Regions from separate parts of the Mus musculus genome. Here region 2 is linked to region 1. A link is a contact called in public HiChIP or PLAC-seq data. All regions are on one chromosome and are shown on one strand. Each heading gives the region's core, a stretch centred on a gene start, on an enhancer-like site or on the middle of the called end of the contact. The rest is flanking DNA. Distances are from core to core; before and after follow the strand shown.

Region 1 (6,691 bases), core at 2,052-4,551:
AAACAGCCAATCCTCACATCATTAACACACAGGATAGAGATGATTAAGAGCCCATTCCTCATTTTAAGCACCCAGTGTTAAGCAGCAATAATAAACAGTAAAACTTTTAATTCAGCATACATAATGTCACCTTACCTTCCAGCTGTTCTGAGCATTACATATGGACTCCATTTTCTTTAAAAAAAAAAAGGTGGGGGGGGGGAGGGAGGGCTCAGAGGTAAAGACTAATGTGCCGGGGATCATGAAACTGGGATTCAAGGTCAAGACTTTCTGAGCACAAAGGACTATGCTCTTTCCAGTTTCTTGAAGTTGGGGACAGGAAGCAGAGGTGGATTTGAACTAAACATTTAATTTAGCTGTTATTTGTGCTCTTTGGTGTATTTTTGGGGGGGCAGCAAAATAATCACTGACCTTTGTGTATATGAGTGAGTGAGTGTGTGTGAGTGTGTGTGTACACATGTGTAGGAGTACAAAGCACCTGTGTGAACGTGCATGTGGAGGTCAGAGGTTGACTGCTTTCCATCAATGTTTTTGACACAGGGTCTCTTATTGGTGTTGGACTTTAGCAATATGGTTGAGCTGGCTGGCCAGTAAGCCTCAGAGACTCTCCAGTCTCTGACACTCCAGTGCTAGGATCACAGACATGCATGTCTGCTACCAACTTTTTACATGGGTGCTGGGGCTCTAATCTCAAGTCTTTGTGTGTACACAGTAGCATTTTACCAAAGCAGGGCATCTCCCAGTCTGCTTTTGTTTTGTTTCTTTTTTTTTTTTTTTTTTTTTTTTTTGAGAGAGACTGGTTTCTCTATGTTAAGCTGTTCTCCACGACCACAAGTGGAGACCAGCCTCAGTATCCAACATTCAACCAATACAGGTGTACCTCACTATACTGGCTCCTGTGCCTTCTCTCTAAGGGCAGTAAAAATAGAGAGAATCTGGCAGGTGTTCCCGACAAGATATCAGAAGCTCGTTCTGGAGTAATGACAAAGAGATACTGAAAGCTGCAGGTACATACTTATAAGGGACTTTCTCTAAGGACTGACAACATTTAAAATGGGTGAAAGATGAGGAAGAGGTCAAAGATGACTCTGGGTATCCGGTGTAGGCAAGTAGATGGTGATGCCCTGGCCAACATGGGATCAAGCTATCAAGGAGGAAGGATGACCAAGTTATGCCTATATGTGCTAACTATCCAGAGACAGACAGAGTGCGAGGGATGCAGAAGAGACAGACGCTAAACATTAGCACAGACTAATGGAACAATCAGATCAGAAACTGAGGGGAAGGGAGATGAGCACAGATAAAGGTTAACTCTTTATGTTCCACTGTCTGGAACTACCTACATGTACACTTTGATGGTCTGCAATTTTTCTCATGCTTTGAATGTTTTGAAAAGAACATTCATACATAAGTTGGTATCTATGCTTCCTCTTTCTTTGTAAAATGTTCATATCCTTGTAGCATTGATCCAGCTTCCCCCAGTGCTTACAACTCACATAGCCATAGGACAATGGTCAAAGCAAAGCAATTAAGGACTATACAATTTACAGACTTTATTTCAATTTCACCAATTATTTCAATAGCGTTGCTTCTTTGTTCCAGGATCTTTTCCAGAATATAATACTGTATTTATGGAGTATGGTCTTCTTGTTAGGTGTACTTAAGTATTTCCAGGTCTCTTGAGACTCAAACACATATCTAGGACATGGTCTTTTAGTGGGATTCCAAGAGTAGCAACAGGAAATATCATATTCTAATAGGTAAGACAGGGGCTGCTGGGAGTGAGCGGAAGGAAGGAATCATCTTGAAATGTAAATAATGAAGTTTCTTAAGTATAAGTTAAGAGGCAGCAGTGCTGAGAAACAGATACACTGACCCAAGTGTGTGGGCTAGACAGTCATCTTGCCATTCTACCCAACCTCTTCCATTGGTATAAAGACCCATTCTTCAGTGTGGAAGGACTGAAGAAAGGTTCTGGAATGATCTATAGCAAGGACAAACACTAGGGAGCAGATCTGTTATGTTTTGATATTTAAAACTCTCTTTGGTCTAAAAGCCTAACGTTTCTATGATTAGAAGTAGATAGGATAAAGGAAGTAGGTGTAAACTGAATTATCCTGGCATGCCCTTGAACTTGAGACAGGTAGAATCCTTAGTTATCCAAGCAAGCAAAACCTTGTGTTTTACCTGCAGTGAGGCAGGCCTTGGAACAGGTGCTTCGTTTGCTGCTTTAACGACCACAGCTGATGAGTAAGGAAGAGACTTTCCAGTTTCTCCTTCCTGGGGTCTTCTTCCTTCCAAGCCCTGTTCATTATTCTTCTCACAGAAGCAATTCTGGCTTCTGTCATCTCTACTATCCCTTCAGCATTATCTGTACAGCTGAAGGTAATTCTGCCTTTATTTAATGTTGCAAACTATGTAAATGTATTTTGCATGAATTCATTTTCCCTCTCCCTTTAAAGGAGACTCTTATGTTCCTCCAGAAGTTTGTCATCTGCTGTCTCCCTGTATCAGGCTCCAGTGTTGAACACCATAATTTACATGAGGTCAGTTATGATAGACATAAAAATTGGAAAATTCAATATATGCAGAAAAGATAAAAGAAGTGAGCCTACTGGGTCTGGAGAAGATGTATGTCCAAAAGATTTAGTGGTAGCCATTAAAATACAGACTTTTAAGAGAGATAACGTCAATCAGCCCTTCTCCCCAAGAGGAAGGAAGTAGTGACATAAAAACACTGATGCCATAAAAACACTGGCCCCTCTAGGGAGAATAAATCTCCCTAGAGGGGCCAGTGGGACCTAGTAAAAGGCATCTCCTTTAGAGATGCTTTTTAATGTAAATGAAAGAGAGGGGGATTTTCCTACAGACATTTAGAGATAGGGCTGTGCTCTTGTGCTCATATGCCTCCTAAGGAGGCATATGGGTTTCCATTGCAAGGCAACAGGGCAGATAAGGCTCCCTGCCCCTTGCTCACCTCTCCATGGAAGCAAACTGAATTAGAAACACATTCTCTAAGCATTTCCTCCAGTCAGACTATACAGAGGAAAGCCAGGGTGAGACACAAACACCAAGATCAGGTTGGCAGCCAAGGCCATTTCCATCCACATGACCCCAAGAGCTGCTCTACTGTGGTTTGGGTCATATAAGCTGCACATCAGATATAGGCCCTTGAGAAAATGGAGTGAACTAGCAGGGATGCCTAGGGTCTTTTCTCCTTCAAATCCAAATAGGACATGGGTTATACAGGACCTAGACAGACAGAGCCTGCTCAATCAGCAGAAAGATGCCCGAGGCAGATCTACCCAGGGGAAGACACCTCAGGGGAGGCAGTCTCTTCCGGGAATATGCTGGTAGAGCTATTTATGTCTGAGAAGCAAAATTTGGTGTCCCCTAAAAATACTTTTGCCAGCATTAATTTTACTTAATACATTCAATACAGCATTGGTAATTATTTGCATTCATTGGTCAGAAAATCCTGATTACCTAATTTACCATGAATTTAACAAATACCCCACAACCTGTCACTATGGTTATGAACCTAAAATCAAAATCCAAAATAAGCACATACTTCATTGACTTAAGCAGATGCTGGGCTCACAGTATGCAGCAGTCAGTGTGCCTGCACTGAAGATTTGGAAAAGCACAGTTTGTAAACATACAGATATACATACAGGGTGAGGGGAGCTGGCAGGTTACCTGGCCAGGAAAGGCCTCCATGAATGGGAAGTGGGGAGTTACTGGGAGGAAGTGGAGGTGGAAGGCTGGATGGTATTCCAGGTGGAAAGAGCAGTAGTAGCAGGCACTCAAAGGTTCGAGCATGCCCAGTACCTAGTAAGCCTCTCCTGGCAAGGGTACACCACGCAATGTGAGCTTAGATTTAGTATGTAAGCTAGTATGTAGCCAGCCAGTACATGTGTGTGTCTTGCCTGTCATGCTGAATCTACTTAAAGAGAAATGGGGTGTCACAGAAGTGCCCTAAGTAATACAAGGCCATGGTGAGAGCTGACGGGGAGAGAAGGGGGTGAAGGCAGGAAGGACTAGGTGAGAAATAAAGAGCTCTAAGAAGATGAAAGCTTACAAAGAGAGGCCTTCCACCAGAAAGACTGTCTGTCACCTCAATCTTCAGGTCATGGCAAGCCACAAAGAAGCCTCCATTTCCCCACTAAGTGGGGAACATAACTGGAAGCTGTGTCTGCTGAAAGGGGAAGGAAGAGGAACCCTCTCACTGGGAGAGTGTCTGGGCTGTGGAAGAAGATGGGAACTGTATGGTATGGCCAGATGGAGTCTCCTGAGTCAGCTCAGGAAATTCCTGTCTCCGGCCTGCGGGTTTCAGGTGGAGCTACGATTATAAGGAAGGCCAGGACAACACACCCGGGAAACAGAAAAGAGCTGGCCCTTGAGAAACAGTGCCAGAAAGGACTTTCCAGGGAGAAGCCTGGGAAGGAACACTTTGACAGCAGAAGAACTGCTTCAGGGAGGCCCAGGGAGGGAGCTTCTCAAGGGGCAAGAACGAATCCACAGCCCAGGAGCTGGGGGGGGGGGCGCATGCAGCCCCCTAGAAACAGGAATTCAGTGCTGACCTCAGATAGTGGTTTGGGCAGGAGGGAGACAGCCAGACTGCAGAGGGTCTGAGGGTGGTACACAACTCTTTTCAGAGCTTAGCTTTAAAAGAAAGGAAAGTGGGCCGCTGCTAAAGAAGGATACAGGACGGGACGGAGAAAAGGTTCCTTTTCTAAAGAATGGGGGAGACTTGAGCACATATATGCTAAAATAAAAAATGCTACTACAGAAGCAGGAACACAAACATAGGGGTAAGTAACAGGGGCTGCCCCAGGAAAGGGAATGAGGATCAACTGGAAACTCTTTCATATTCTCTCTCTCTCTCCCTCTCTCTCTCTCTCTCTTAAAGTGCATTCATTTTTAACTAAAATGTTATATAATAGATATTACTTATTAATTTCTCCTATGTAACTTCCAAATCTCACCACATTAGGAACTCAAAGCTGCACACTAAGTGAGGGATATCTGTCTTAGCAGTCCTTGTGTAAACAGTGTCCTTGCTGTGGAAGATCTCTTTGGTTTTCAGGTGAGGCTGCTATGCTTGGGGCTTCCTATGCATGATAACACTATTAATCACCAGGCCCAGTAGCATTTCTGTAGCAGGCCAACCACACGCACGGCCCTGCTCATGGCAATGCAAACTCAATCTAACTGGGCCTGACACTCAGTCAAAGGACAAAAGCGATAAGAGTCAGCTCTACACTTGTCTCATCCATCAAAGGAAACCACAGCACAGACTGGTTCTCTGGTACCAGAGAATACTGAAGAAGCCTGCTACAAGTCCACAGCCATCAACTAACACACCTAGATCTACTAACAATGCTTCCATTTATCATCTTTGGAACTTGGAAAGTAACTTAAGAGAAAAGATGAAAATGGAAAAGGAAAAAGGTCAAATATGATTCAGAGCCCTTATATTAGCTGACACTTGGGGTTAAACATTCAGAGATAATTTTCAATGAAATCAAGGACAGTAGAGACTTAACATACAAACAAAGCAAAGCACCAAGGGGAAACTCATTTCATTTTGTTCTATGCCGTTACGTCAAACAAATCAAAACCCATTTAACCTGACTAATTTCTGAGGACTTCAACTCCCACCAAACCCTGGTACTCTTGACAGTAAGGGACTGAGTTGGGCTCTGGGAAAAGTAGTCTCTTCACAAGATTTTGATAGAATTGTTAATATATATATATATATATATATATATATATATATATATATCTCATTTCCAGGAAACTGAGTTCTCAGAAATACACAATTTGGATTTAAAAACCCAAAGACACACCTATGGTCACTTGATCTTTGACACGGGAGCTAAAACCATCCAGTGGAAAAAAGACAGCATTTTCAATAAATGGTGCTGGCACAACTGGAGGTTAGCATGTAGAAGAATGCGAATTGATCCATTCCTATCTCCTTGTACTAAGGTCAAATATAAGTGGATTAAGGAACTCCACATAAAACCAGACATACTGAAACTTATAGAGGAGAAAGTAGGGAAAAGCCTCGAAGATATGGGCACAGGGGAAAAATTCCTGAATAGAACAGCAATGGCTTGTGCTATAAGATCGAGAATCGACAAATGGGACATCATAAAATTGCAAAGCTTCTGCAAGGCAAAAGACACCGTCAATAAGACAAAAAGGCCAACAACAGATTGGGAAAGGATCTTTACCAATCCTAAATCAGATAGGGGACTAATATCCAATATATATAGAAAGAACTCAAGAAGATGGACTCCAGAAAATCAAATAACCCCATTAAAAAATGGGGCTCAGAGCTAAACAAAGAATTCTTACCTGAGGAATACCGAATGGCTGAGAAGCACCTGGAAAAAATGTTCAGCATCCTTAATCATCAGGGAAATGCAAATCAAAACAACCCTGAGATTCCACCTAACACCAGTCAGAATGGCTAAGATCAAAAATTCAGGTGACAGCAGATGCTGGTGAGGATGTGGAGAAAGAGGAACACTCCTCCATTGTTGGTGGGATTGCAAGCTTGTACAACCACTCTGGAAATCAGTCTGGCGGTTCCTCAGAAAATTGGACATAGTACTACCGGAGGATCCCGCAATATCTTTCCTGGGCATATATCCAGAAGATGTTCCAATCGGTAAGAAGG
Region 2 (6,298 bases), core at 316-2,815, 90 kb after region 1:
GCCTTCCCGAACACTTGACAATTATTCATCTGCTTTTCAGTAGTGGAATATTTTAATTTGATATACTCATCAAACACTTATTCTAGGTACTGTTCCAGGGGCTTTAAAAACATCAAGTGGCACATGCCTTTAATTCCAGCAGAGGCAGGTGGATCTCTGTGAATTCAAGACCAGCCTAATCTACATAGCAATTTCCAGGCTAAACAGGGTTACATAGAGAGACTCTCTCAAAAAAAACATACATATTTAATAACTCATTGAATCTTTGATGAGGTGGCTATTATTCCCATTCTACAGATTAGGAAACAGCTAAATTGAGTAAACTTTCCAGGATGACGAAATGAGAAAGTGACCAAACAAGAATTTAAGCTGAAGTAAGCTTTCAGGATCTTGCCAGAACAATAGCATTGTTAAAGTACTTACTATAAAGACAAACACACAAGTTATTGATGTTATTTCTTGGTACATGACATTTACACACTTCGTGTCAATTTAACCTAATACTTGACTCCTAGTGAAGTTAGATTATGTTACCAAGGTAACACATGTATATTGACCTTTTAAAGACCTCATTTTTGCTATGGTATTTCTTTAAGTAAATGAAATAAAAACTACTTGGTGTTTTAAGCAACCACTTATAACGTGTACTATTCTATAATGCTGTATAAGTACAAGTCACAATTTATTATGATTTGTTGAAAATATTTTACAGGAAAAACCCAGAAGTTTCTTTCTAGTTCCATGGATCAAAGAAAAAAAGGGGAGGAACTAAATAACATTTACAATAATATATCTCAATCTTTTTAACCTGTAAAGGCGCCTTGCTTTGCAAACTATACATATAAGCCCAGCCTCTATTTGTCTTCTGAAATCAGAATTTTTTTTCCAGCTTAAGGGCCTGAGGACTCCTTATCTTGTTTTGTTTGTTTTGTTTTTGTTTTCTAGCTTAATAAGCTTTTCATACAAGACCAATCTATCATTAGTCCTGTACTGTCATTTACTATACATTCAAAATGGGCTCAGTCAATAGAAAGAACAAACGTAGCGTTTCTCTGGGGCTAAAAGCTCTACTGGGGTTTGGTTTCTATGATCGCTGGGGAGGGGTTACTAAAAACAACGCAGAAACAGGATCACCTTATTCAACTACTTTCTAATTTGCGTTACTTGATTCACAAAAAATAAACACCAGGTCATGTCTTCCTCCTCACTTAGCCACCCACAAATGAAGTGCTATCCCCAGCGCGAAATACAACAGAAAGCGGTGCGTGGGAAGAACCCCGGCGACCCCGGGGAGCTCCGGGGATGCGTCATCCCGTCCCCCTCCCCGCCCAAGGCCGCCGTGAGGAGGATGCTCACCGCGGCTCTGGTCCCTTCTCCCCTGCGGCCTGCAGCCGACCCCCGGCAGGACCCCGACCCGGGCAGCCCGCCCTCCTCACCGCCAGCGACTGCGCTCCAGCTGCCGACCATCCCGGCCCGGCTCTGTTTACAAGCGGCTTCTCGCGGTCCCACGCCCAAAAGCTTCCCCGCGGCAGCCCGGCAACAGGATCCGATTACACAGAGTTCCAGCCGGTGAGGACCGGTCCCTCCTACGGGAGGAGCAGGCGGTCGGGCGGGGCCTGACCTCCTTATCTTATTGTTTGCTTTACAGCCTTTATCCCAGGCTTGGTCCCTTCCACGTTCTTCCCAAGACCGAGGATGTTTGCAGTTAAAACTGTCACTTGGAACCTACCAGGGCAGGGCCAGCTAGCAGCAGTTGCTAAGAATAAGAGAATTTCTCAGAAATAATGCTTTCCAAACATAGGAATGAACTGCTTGTCATCTTTGGATAGGTGCACGAACTGCTTTTCATCTTTAGTTAGGTTCACGGTTTTAAAGGATGTGGTTGAGGGGAAATGTCTCTAACCTGGCTGTGGATTCCTAGTCTAGCAGCTAGGGCTTAGGGAAGGGCAAGAAGTCACCTCTCCTGAGGTCTGCTGGTAACCAGCCACTTTGCAAAGACGTGCAGTTCCGGTTGGATGAATCTTCCTTTCAGTTTTCAGTCTTAATTTGCCATCACAGCATACTTCTTAGTCGGTTTTTTTTTTTTTTTTTTTTTTCAATTAAGCTTAGTAAGAGAGGGGCGGGGGCGGGGTAGCACACACTTTTAATCCCAGCACTGGCACTGAGGAGGCACAGGCAAGTGAACCTGTGTGAGTTTGAAGCCAACCTGGTCTACACAGAGAGTTCCGGGCCAACCAGAGCTACAGGCTTTGTCTCAAAAGCAAAAGCAAGCCAAGCAGTGGTGTCACAAACCTTTAATCCCAGCACTCAGGAGGCAGAAGCAGGTGGATCTCTGTGAGTCTGAGCCCCTCCACCCTTGTCTACAGAGTGAGTTCCAAAACAAAACAACAACAAAAGCAAACAAAGCACAAACAAACGCGTGTAAGTCAATGACCAGTATCCATATTCTGTTTAAAAATGGAGAGAATTAGGACTCAACAGGATATATAATATTTTTTTTGAAAGTCAAATCTTTAAAAAGTACAGAATCAAATTGTGATTGGTTGAATAGATTTGGCTCCCATAGACTCATGTTTCAATGCTTGGCCATAAGGAATGGCACTATCAGAGGTGTGACCTTATTGGAGTAGGTACATTCTTGTTGGAGGAAGTGACTGCTACTTAAGCCGGCTTTGAGATTGCTGTATACTAAGGTATAGGTATATTAAGCTCTGCCCAGTATGGAATCAGAGCCTCCTCCCAGCTGCCTGAAGTAGACTGTCTCCTTCTGGTTGTCTTGGCATCTAGATGTCGAACTCTTGGGTCTTCCAGCACTTGCCTGTACACTGCAAAGTTCCTGCCATAATAATAATGGACTGAACTTTTGAAGCTGTTAAGCCAGCCCCCAATTAAATGTTTGTCTTTATGAGAGTTGCCTTGGGCCGGGCGTGGTGGCACACACCTTTAATCCCAGTACTTGGGAGACAGAGGCAGGCGGATTTCTGAGTTCGAGGTCAGCATTTCTGAGTTCGAGGTCAGCCTGGTCTACAAAGTGAGTTCCAGGACAGCCAGGGCTATACAGAGAAACCCTGTCTTGAAAAAAACCAAAAAAAAAAAAAAAAAAAAAAAAAAAAAAAGAGTTGCCTTGGTCATGGTATCTCTTCACAGCAATGAAAATTCTGACTAGGACAGAAGTAGAGATATGTTTGTCTAACTAAAACACAAATTCATAACATATAGCTTCCCAAATATTTACTATATAAAATTCCAAATATAGTCCGTAGTCAGGAGACTAAAAGACACTGAAACAAGAAACACAATAAAGTAGTTACGATTTTTACCCTTGTTTAAAAAAAGATGATTCCAGCATCATCTGTACTGGAACTTCATTACTGAAAGCAAATTCAGAGTGTAACAACTTAGATTTAAGAAAACAAACCCAAACATTTATTGTCTTTAAATCTATGTTTGTGAAATGACTGAATTTACTTCTGATCACTAACACAGGAATCCAATAATTCCATCTGAGAAGCTGTTGACTTCTGGGCTAGTCAACATCTGGGAATATTTTGTTCTTTTAAATTCAAAATAGTTACATTCACATCAGCACTCAAAAGGCAGTCAGCTGCTGCCTTTGTCACTATGTTAATAGACTGTGTTTTTAGAGAAGTTTTAGGTTCTCAGAAGAGTCCTCACAGACTTCTTGCCACTGCATATGAACCACCTCCCTACATCCGAGCATCCTGCATCACAATAGGACATTCATTATCATCTATGAACCTCTGCAGGTGAATGGTTAGTTTACAATTTGCATTAGGGTCACTATGTTTACCTACGTTTTATGCTATCATCCAGAAAGGCTTCTCTTTGAGCAATCAGAAACATTTTTTTTTTTTTTTTTTTTTTTTTTTTTTGGTTTTTCAAGACAGTGTTTCTCTGTATAGTCTTGGCTGTCCTGGAACTCACTTTGTAGACCAGGCTGGCCTTGAACTCAGAAATCCACCTGTCTCTGCCTCCCAAGTGCTGGGATTAAAGGCGTGCGCCACCATGCCCCGCAATCAGAAACATTTTAATAGAGAATAGAAATGCCTAGGTTCATCTAATATAACCATTGTCCACAGCTACTTTCTTATTTAAAGACTTGTAGTGGCCTTCCATATACTAGCAGGGAGAGTTCAGACTGCATACCTCTCTACCCACTGCCATTTACTTGGAGATAGATGCTTCGTTTTCCCTTTAGTTGGCACTCATACTCACTTAGGAAGCTTGTGCCTACCTCCAAATCACAATGTAAGTATGTAGGAAATGCTAAGCACATCCTACTCTCTATGGTATCTTCCTCTCGGTCATGGTGGTTGATCCAAGGACGGGCATTTGTGTAAGTTACTTTGCTATGGGCAGATATATGACAAAAAGTAATTTTAGAGGGAAAAGGGTTTGTTTGGTCCTGTAGTTCAAGGGAATACAGTCTAGACTGGCAGGGAAGAATGAGAGAGACAGCCACATTGTATATGCAGTAAGTGAGAGAGAGGACAGTAAATGGGGCTGGGCCAAGAAACCTTAAGACCCACCTCCACTGACCCACTTCCTCAAGCAGGACCCACCTCACATCCTTCCTTCAACTGTGGACTAGGTGTTTAAATACATGAGCCTACGGGGAGGGGGCCATTTCCCATTCAAAACACAATAGTATGTGACCTAAACAGAGCCATTCCCTAAAAATTTCCTATTTGAAACTTTGTAACAAATCGTGCCTATTGGCTCACAGGGCTGGAAGGAAGCAGGTTGGAGGTTTTTGGTGGCGGGATTTCCTATCTCATAGAGAATGTCTCTCTGAGGAAGGAAGAAGGAATGTTGGATGGAGTAGGAGTAGCTCAATGGAGACTTGGGGTTGAAGAGAGTGGGAAGCCAAGAAAAAAGCCTTACCTGAGCCCCCCAAATCTCCTTCTGTCTGAACTAACCTTACTCTATGTCACTGATTGAACCTGTGCTTGCTCATTTATAAGTAGAAGTGTAACTGATAGACCGCCTTTCCTGGCGTATCTCCAGCATATACTTCTTTCTTCACATAATCTGTTATTAGACGCGTTCTCACGACCGGCCAGGAAGAACACCACAGACCAGAATCTTCTGCGGCAAGGCTTTATTGCTTACATCTTCAGGAGCCAGAGTGCAAGAAGCAAGAGCGAGCGAGAAGCAAGAGAGAGAGAAAACGAAACCCCGTCCCTATTAAAGAGAATTCTCCTTCGCCTAGGACGTGTCACTCCCTGATTGGCTGCAGCCCATCGGCCGAGTTGACGTCACGGGGAAGGCAGAGCACATGGAGTGAAGAACCACCCTCGGCACATGCGCAGATTATTTGTTTACCACTTAGAACACAGCTGTCAGCGCCATCTTGTAACGGCGAATGTGGGCGCGGCTCCCAACATCTCCCCCTTTTCTTTTAATAAGAGCAAATAGGCCACCCATATTAATGAGAGTGGAGATAGAGGTCAAATCCCCAGTGTGTAGGTAAAGGAGCCATGTACAGGATTAGCTCTTAGGCTCACAGGCTTTTACCCAGAGCAACCCTGACCTGCTCCCGTGTCGTTTTGCCTGGGGGAAGGGAACTAGGACACTGAACCTTCATGAAAGATGACATGTCTCCCTAGAATAGGCTCATATATGCCGCAGAGCCTCTCCATTGCAGTGCTTAGCCGTGCAACTCTCTCGGGCTGCTGAAGCACACTCACTCTATCCCGTGCAATGAGTCTAGCCTCGTGAGATATAAGAGCTGAGTGGCCAGCGACCTATTGCCTAAGCATAGATAACCATATATCAGGGGGAGCACTATGTTCTAGAGCTGCAAGCGCCTGGGCAATAACCACCTTGTCTCTCCTAGTTTGGGCCTTAAGCTTACAGACCAATCAAAGAAGCAACACTAATCCACAGCAAAGTGTATCTCCAAATAATATTAATCCCACCCATTTTTTAAAGAAAGAAAATGCTGAGGAGATCCAATTGGGTAATCCTTTGGTCAGCGACAGGTCCAAGCGCGTGGAGTTGACCTGAAGTCTCAATTCCCGAAGGATCTGTTCAAATTCAGCCATCCAATTCTGTAACATATACTGAAAAAGACTTTTTGACAATTTAGCTGCCCTAGTAAATTTAACATACTGAATGGAAATAACACACAATCCCGGAAACTTTTGTTCACATCCCTGCTGAGTTATTTGTCATAATACATCTAGTTGTATCTGGACAAGATCTATGAGTTGATTAACCAGCATGAGACCTCTCTGTATCTTGACATTAGCTGAGGCCTGTTTATCTATGACTG

What was found. HiChIP or PLAC-seq counts read pairs in DNA pulled down with a chosen protein or histone mark.
Region 2: an H3K4me3 HiChIP or PLAC-seq map of bone marrow-derived macrophages shows a contact between it and region 1, with 2.5 times the contacts expected there. The contact joins the promoter of Plekhm3 here to the enhancer-like site in region 1. A contact is called at or near these places in 2 of 484 Hi-C or Micro-C datasets (the N1E-115 cell line and nephron progenitors), 2 of 115 datasets of contacts at active chromatin or transcription factors (the 230-238 cell line and bone marrow-derived macrophages) and 2 of 9 other capture datasets (adipose tissue and liver).

Annotation. Positions count from the first base shown.
Region 1 is chr1:64,863,665-64,870,355 of GRCm38.p6, forward strand. All of the region lies in intron 5 of Plekhm3 (pleckstrin homology domain containing, family M, member 3), which reads right to left. Among named protein-coding and RNA genes, the nearest start is that of Gm51628, 20 kb to the right of the region's middle. Within about 2 kb of position 3,302, at least 24 of the 459 cell types and tissues checked have an H3K27ac peak or open chromatin away from gene starts, as enhancers often do. A contact at or near this core is called in the 230-238 cell line and bone marrow-derived macrophages, where this site is marked.
Region 2 is chr1:64,955,259-64,961,556 of GRCm38.p6, forward strand. It overlaps Plekhm3 (pleckstrin homology domain containing, family M, member 3), which reads right to left and starts at 1,566. Exons shown (of 8, transcript NM_001039493.1): 1 at 1,437-1,566. It overlaps Gm51627 (predicted gene, 51627), which reads left to right and starts at 1,321. Exons shown (of 3, transcript NR_165472.1): 1 at 1,321-1,569; 2 at 5,063-6,298.